Linked DNA regions of Mus musculus: region 1 is linked to region 2. The links are chromatin contacts, called in public Micro-C maps. All regions are on one chromosome and are shown on one strand. Each heading gives the region's core, a stretch centred on a gene start, on an enhancer-like site or on the middle of the called end of the contact. The rest is flanking DNA. Distances are from core to core; before and after follow the strand shown. Region 1 overlaps Rab23 (RAB23, member RAS oncogene family). Region 2 overlaps Prim2 (DNA primase, p58 subunit).

The links. A called contact is a pair of places that touch in the nucleus more often than the background predicts.
Region 1: a Micro-C map of embryonic stem cells shows a contact between it and region 2, with 2.0 times the contacts expected there. The contact joins two enhancer-like sites. A contact is called at or near these places in 1 of 39 promoter capture datasets (liver), 1 of 484 Hi-C or Micro-C datasets (embryonic stem cells), 2 of 115 datasets of contacts at active chromatin or transcription factors (the SCID.adh cell line and embryonic stem cells) and 4 of 9 other capture datasets (adipose tissue, embryonic stem cells, liver and 1 more).

What each region holds. Positions count from the first base shown.
Region 1 is chr1:33,739,620-33,743,318 of GRCm38.p6, reverse strand. Rab23 (RAB23, member RAS oncogene family) reads right to left here. Exons shown (of 8, transcript NM_008999.4): 8 at 755-3,699. Among named protein-coding and RNA genes, the nearest start is that of Bag2, 16 kb to the left of the region's middle. Within about 2 kb of position 1,343, at least 9 of the 459 cell types and tissues checked have an H3K27ac peak or open chromatin away from gene starts, as enhancers often do. A contact at or near this core is called in embryonic stem cells, where this site is marked.
Region 2 is chr1:33,634,438-33,637,934 of GRCm38.p6, reverse strand. The region is part of intron 5 of Prim2 (DNA primase, p58 subunit); the gene reads left to right. Among named protein-coding and RNA genes, the nearest start is that of Prim2, 34 kb to the left of the region's middle. Within about 2 kb of position 1,329, at least 23 of the 459 cell types and tissues checked have an H3K27ac peak or open chromatin away from gene starts, as enhancers often do. A contact at or near this core is called in embryonic stem cells, where this site is marked.

The DNA of each region.
Region 1 (3,699 bases), core at 94-2,593, 110 kb before region 2:
ACTGAGCCATCTCTCTAGTCCACATGATTGATCATTTTCAAATGACTGATCCTGAAAAATGCTGATACATCTCAAGTCTATATGATGCTATTTGGAAAGCTGAGCAACACAAGTCCCCAAGTATGCAAAATGAGGTAGGAACAGCTGCAGATTTGGAGGCGGTAGCAACGGGGACATGAGTGTGTTTAAGCTTAGTTTGCTCCTACAAGGAAATGAGATGAGCTGCACAGAGCAGAATGTTCTGCAGAGACGACGGTGTGAGCAGCCAATGCACCTTTTGGCCAGCAGGGGACGCGCGGTTGAGATCTTGCCCATAGGTGATGCTGGTTTGAGGTGTAAAGGAGAGGGTGGCTGAGCCAGGTGTCTGACACACCGACTAAGCTCTATGTTAGTTTACACCAGAAGGTAGAATAGTAGTGTGGGAGACCCAAGGCCTCAAGACAAAAACATGACTCTTTTAACAACTAGTAGTGAAAGTAAGCGTTTGTAGCAAAACCACTTAAAGCAGGACTCTACTAGGTGACACTAACCGATGACCAGACGGTGAGCGTATTCATATTCAAAGTAGCTCCGTGGGACTTGTTTCTAGGATATTCTGATGTTTGAGGGAGTCCCATCTGCTAATTTATGAATGAAAGCTCTCATGCTGGTGAACTCTGTAGCCAAGGATGGCCTCCCACTGCCCCACACCTGGCTCCTTTGAGCATCCCACCCCACTCTGCTGGCTCACATCACACACACCACACACAATTCATTCTAGCTTTGAAATGTTTTATTTTTTTGAGTTATTGGAATTCAACTTTGTGGAAATTTTAATCAAGTAGTACATTTTAAAATTAACCCCAAAGGCGTTAAGTACCACTCAATAGGAAAACATACAAGTAGTTTTCTATTCGGATTTACAAAAGCATTATTTATTAGTAACAAAAATATAGAAGGGGTTAAGTTTTTCCTTTGACCCAAAGATTTTATTTTTAAAATACCATTTATCAACATCCTACTATAGATACTTCAAGTGACAACAGAAAAGTGGCAGTAACCAAGACTCTTTTGGCCGAATCAGTCTGCCATCTGGGCGCTGGCTACCTGGGCATTTCAGACCCTGCTGGGGTTTTGTTTACCTGTGTGCAGACAGCTTCATTTGTATGATGTATTTTTCAGCTTTATACGTGAAACTCTTAGGAGCAACAGCACGTTCGACGTAACTGTTAGTGTGACTAAAGCCATCTGCTCACCTAAGGCTATGGAAGCCAAAGCTCTGCCCTTGTGGGCTCCCTGCAGCCCACACATCTCTCTGAGGTGCTCCCAGGGCACTCACCACAGCCACCAGGATCCTCCAGAGGCAAGCAGCATCTCAGATTACAAGAGCACCTCAGGGGGCAGCATCGGGTTCTAAGGCCAACTCCCCATCCTAAACCCTCAGAAAGACAGGAGGGCCATACCCGAGTTCTCAGCTCTGCCAAGACAAGTCAGGAGCATCCGCCCCACTTCACTCGGCAGTGGAGGGGTCACACATGCTCCCTGTGGTAGTGCTGGAATTTGAAATCTCCATGTGTATGGTCACCTTGAGTGGAGAAGAAACAGTTCAACCTGCTTTTATTTGAACTGCTGTATGTATATGGGCTGTTTTATAAACTATCTCCTTCTTAGGCCGAGACTGCAGAAACCTGAGGAACTCTTAGATATAGCAATGACTTCACAGCTCTGTGCCCGCCACTAAGAACCGGTGACACTGCAAAAGTTACTTAGAGCACAAAGGTCTGGTGGCCCAGAGTTCATAAACGTTACAGTCACAGAAGAAACCAATAACGTGACCTTTGAGGGTTTCAGAATTGAATATATTGATAAATTAATATTACCTGTGGCTGATTTTAGACCTTTTTAAGTTAGGTAGAAAATACAGTGGTGCAAAGTAAAAACCAAATGTGTAACAAATGCTCCCATAAAAAATGGATAAAACAAAACACATAAACTTCTGTTACAAATATTAAGGAAGGGGCTGGGGTTTAGCTCAGTGGTAGAGCACTTACCTGGGTTCAGTCCTCAGCTCCAGGAGAGGGAGAGGGAGGGGGACGGGGAGACAAGCTAACAAATATTAAGGAAACGGCAGCCATCACCAGACACTGTTTTAAAGAGACAGACCACACACCTTTTTACCATGCATTTAGTGGCTACAAATAAAGCTACAATGTTCTATAAGGAATGAATTTTCTGCCAATGCCATTAAAAGGGTCAACTAATTTATTTGCCAACAAATTTACTTTGTGTAAAAACTGAGGAGTCTGTGTTTGAAGAGGAAAAAAATCACGTCTCACAGCAGGCACCACTGTGTGGATCCAAGTCCCCCACCTTACCCTGCACCAGGGGCGCTAACAGCTGACCACACAGATGATCCTGCCTGCTTGGGATGCCAATGGGAAAAGCAAGCATGTGGACCACCATGGAGGGAGGGCGCTCAGCGACCTCTGCTCGCAACAGGAACCTGTGCTGGGCAGGATGGGTGGTACGCCAAGGGTAAACTTTAAAGAAAAAAAAGACAAGAGAAATATAGGAACTATTTATATATTTTAGTAAAAAAAAGAAAAAAAAAGAAAGGAAAAGCACACGTTCCAAGAAATATCACTTTTATATATTTTGAAGTACATGAAAACCAGGACTGTGGAAACGGGTTATTGATATTTTCTAAGTAAAATGACTGATTAAGGATAATGAGTTTTTAGTAGAACTCATGATATTATCTCTTTGGCAGGCAGGCTGGTGCCCAGCTCACACGTTTCCCCTTCTTTCCCATACCGGGTCTTTACAGGCGCTTCTTACCGATCGTTCCTGATAAGGTCCACGTACACCAAAGGCCACAGAAAAACTTAAGCAATAATGGTAAATGCTATACTAAGAGTGTAAACAAAAGGATGCCTTAGAGTTGCAGGGCTTCAGAAAATCTGTGATCAGGACCAAAGACCATCACTCTGCAAAGATGGTCCCCTTCAGCTTGGAAGTTCAGAGTTTGGTCTCAGGTCAGCAGCCAGAAGCTGGTGTGCACGCGCTCCACAGGGCCTTCTGAGTGGCTGCAGGCTGCTGTGTGTACCGGGCACATTGCTTACAGTGGCTATGGAGAAGGCTCTGGGAGAATCCCAGGAGGGACAGGCCCGAGCAGTCAGACATTTACATTCCTTTCATCTACCTGTCGGAGAGGAAACTGCCTCTACAAGATGTCATAAATACAAATTTGAATAGGAAAGTAGTGTAAAAATTAGCGGTAGTGTTTGGCACACTTGGGTCCAAGTTCTTTCTGTAAAGTATGTCCGGACGCCTCAGGTGAGACCAGAAACATACGCAATGGTTGTACGAGCGAGCGAACTGACTAGAATCTGCATCCCCTTTCCCAGGGCACAGGCCTACTGCCTGAGCCAGGAGTCTGCATGCACACCCCCACAGTCCGCACATCACGGATATTGCACGAGTACCTCTGACAACACACACACCAGGGCAGTCTGACATAGTCCGGGTTTCCCTTCCATATGTTCTTTAAGCATTCAGACTGAACATTCCAGAAAAGCTCGACGCCCAGTGTCAGAACAATGCTTGCCATCCCTCATGGTCCATCAGGGTAAAATGGTTACCGATGTAGTTAGTCATGTTGTTTTTGTCTTCAGAATTTAAAATTCAGCAAAACCTGTTTTTGACATTTCCACTGGTGTC
Region 2 (3,497 bases), core at 80-2,579:
GGGAGGCAGAAGGCTTGCTGCCTTCAAGGCCTTAGATGTTGTGGAGCCGTGATCCAAAGAGGATCCTGACTTGGTAGAGGGGCTATGTAGGTTAGTGTGTGCTCGGGCAGTGTCTTTGAGCGATGAAGAAGAGGAGCATTTAGAAAAGAGGGCTGGCTGTGTGATCGGGGCTGGTCGGTGGAGGACAGATGGAAATCGGTGTTCCGGAGTGAGGTCAGTGAGAGAGTGAGGTGGACAGGTGAAAGCAGAGCGGGTTAAATGGGAATAACTATAGGAGCAGGGGGAGAGCGGAGAGGCACTGAGGCAAGGGTAATATAGTAGAAGATTCAATGGGAACTTTACTGTATAACCCCAGTCTCCATACTTAGCTTCCTGGCTGGCATAGAACGGCTTAAATATTGTATTCTAGTCCATTTTCTTATAGGATTAAATCCTTTTATACTCAACTCCCCCTTTTCTTTTGTAATATACTTTTAATTTTCATTTTAGGAATGAGTAAATTTTATTTTATATATTTTTTTAAATTTTCTATTTATTTATTTGTTTGTTTGTTTTTTGAGACAGGGTTTCTCTGTATAGCCCTGGCTGTCCTGGAACTCACTTTGTAGACCAGGCTGGCCTCGAACTCAGAAATCCACCTGCCTCTGCCTCCTGAGTGCTGGGATTAAAGGCGTGAGCCACCACGCCCGGAATGAGTGAATTTTAAATGATTAAATTTTTTTTACAGCTTTAAAAAATTTTATTTATTTATTTATTTATTTATTTATTTAGAGTGTGTGTGTGTGTGTGTGTGTGTGTGTGTATGTATGCTCTAACTGGTGTAAACGTCAGAGGACAACTTTCAGGGTCACTTGTCTCTTTTTACCATGTGGGTCCTAGGGATTGAACTCTGGTCACCAGGCTTGGTGGCAGATGCCTTTACCTGCTGAGTCATCTTGCTGGCCCTTGAGTCAGCTAAGGTTTCTGCATCCTGCTATCTAGAAGAGTCTAGATAGCCCCTTTGTTGCACACTGCCTTGTTATTCATGTATTATCCTTCATGTATTTCTGTATCCATGGCATATTTGTAGGCCGAAGAGCGATTCAGACATGATTTGGAGAGAGGTGGAGACAGTTACAAATACATTAGCTGCTTAGAGGCGGCTTCTAAATTTGATGCCCCACATGGGCTTGCTAGGCTCCGAGGCCCTCAGGATGGGTTGGGTAAAGCATACCCTTCTCTAGGCAGTGTGTTGCTGCCTGGGTCCTTTGCACGGTGGCGGTCTGTGATTCCCCGCAGAGCTGTTGTGATTTAAGTGATTTAAATATAGGTGGTGCCTTAGTGTGTTCTGCTCAGTGTGTCTGTGTACTGCATGCGTGCAGTAGTCTGCAGAGGACGGAGGGCAGAGTCCCCTGGAGCTAGAGGTGAGCTGCTGTGGGAGTTCTGGGAACTCAGTATGGGTCCTGTAAGATCAGCAAGTGCTCATAACCCCTGGGCCCTCTCCATTGTGACTGTTTAAAGTCTTTACCTGGATGGTTTCTGAACTGAAGTGGAATAGGTTCCTGGGGAGAAGTCACCTCATGCCGCGTGTGCTCCCCTATTCCGTTCCCACCCAGCCTACGTGGCTTTCTCATTGCCTTGGGACCCTGTCCCCGCTGCTCAGGAATCTATATACTTCTCTCCCGTTCTCTACAGAGCTGGAGGGAAGCCCCCAGCCTAGCAGAGCTTTTGTTCCTCCTGTGAGTGCTGGCGGCCATCCCTTTTCCTCTCACAGATGACTACTGCTTTCAGAGTTCCGTGCTAGTGGAGTCCACTCTCCTTTGCCTTTGCTAATGTTAAAGTACAATCAGTTTAGGAAGCCTTCCTTTGCTTCTGTGTTTCTGTGAGCGCTGAGCCTCAGTCCCGGGAACTGCTGGAGGAATGCTGCGGGGCGGGCGGAGAGGAACGTGTCCCTCACAGATCTAGTCAGGCTGGGAGGGCTGACTTGTGTCTGGTTCTGCTCTTACTTTGGCATGCTTAGGAAACTTAAGATTTCTAGTATAAGTTAATCCTTGCTATGTAGCGCTGGCTGCCCTGAGATTTCTATGTAGCCCAGGGGTTCTTGAATTCATGGACTTCTTCCTCAGCTCTGGGGCCATCATTGCCTCACTGTTATTATTGTTACATAACTATTATTACATTATATGTAATTGTTACCTAATAATATCATTGCATAACTATTACACATAATAATTATGATATATAATAATAGCATAATAGTCATTATTTTTTAAAGAAGTTTGTTTTTGTATAGAAGAGGAAATTTGTGCTTTAATAAAAAATTAATATTTTTAATTGTAAATTTTGGAACAGTCCATATTCTGCTAAGAAGGAAAACAGAGTAATAATGTAACAGTAACAATGTAACAGTAACAATGTAATTGATCTTTACATTGACCAGCTTGGCTGTATTGCAGATCCATCAGCATACTTACTACAAATGTTAAATTATCACCCACCTTCTAATTTTAATGTTTTAAATAATTATAAATGACAACCTGTGAGGGATGCGCTACAACATCCTACAAACTAGAGTTAGCACAAGAACTTAGTGATAATTATTTCCTTTCTTACTTTATGATTTTGTGTGTTTGTGATTTTCTAATTAAAATATCCCAAATATATGACTGTCTTTTGTACATTTAAATGAAAACATAATTCAACTGAAAATAGAAGTGCTTAATATTTACTTTAGCTTGATGAGTACTGGTAATAGTTGCTATATTGAAGCTGCAAAAACAAAACAAAGCAACTCATAACAATAAAAAAACAAAATCTACCCCCCCCCAACCCTCAAAATAGCAAAACAAAACCAAAAACTTGAGAACCAAAAACATAAGCTTAAAATAATACCCATTTTGTTTATCTCCGTTTGGAAGTTTAGGTTGCTTGGGGTTATTTATTTATTTATTTATTATTCACTTTACATCCTGTTCTCTGCCTCCATCTGCTTCTTATGATCCTTTTATTCCCCTTGTAAGTGAGATTCAAGCTTCTTTGCTTGTGCCTTCCTTCTTGTTTAACTTCTTTGAGTGTGTAGCATGGGTGTGTAGCATGGGTATCCTGTATTTTATGACTGATACGCACTTATTGGTGAGTATATACCATGCATGCCCTTTTGGGTCTGGGTTACCTCACTCAGGATAATATTCTCAAGTTCCATCCATTTGCCTGCAAAGTTCATGATGTCTTGGTTTTTAATAGCCGAATAGCATTCCATTGTGTAGACATACCATATTTTCTTTATCCATTCTTCAGTTGAGGGACATCTAGGTTGTTTCTAGTTTGGCTCTTACACATATAGCTGCTATGAACATAGTTGAGCAAGTGTCTTTGTGAGATGGTGGAGCATCTATTGGGTAGTGGTGTAGCTGGGCCTTGAGGTAGAACTAGTCCTAGTTCTCTGAGAGTCATCCCACAGGGGCTCAGGCCTTGTGTGCTCCGTTCTCACATTGCACCACACTGCCTCTGTTCTTTCT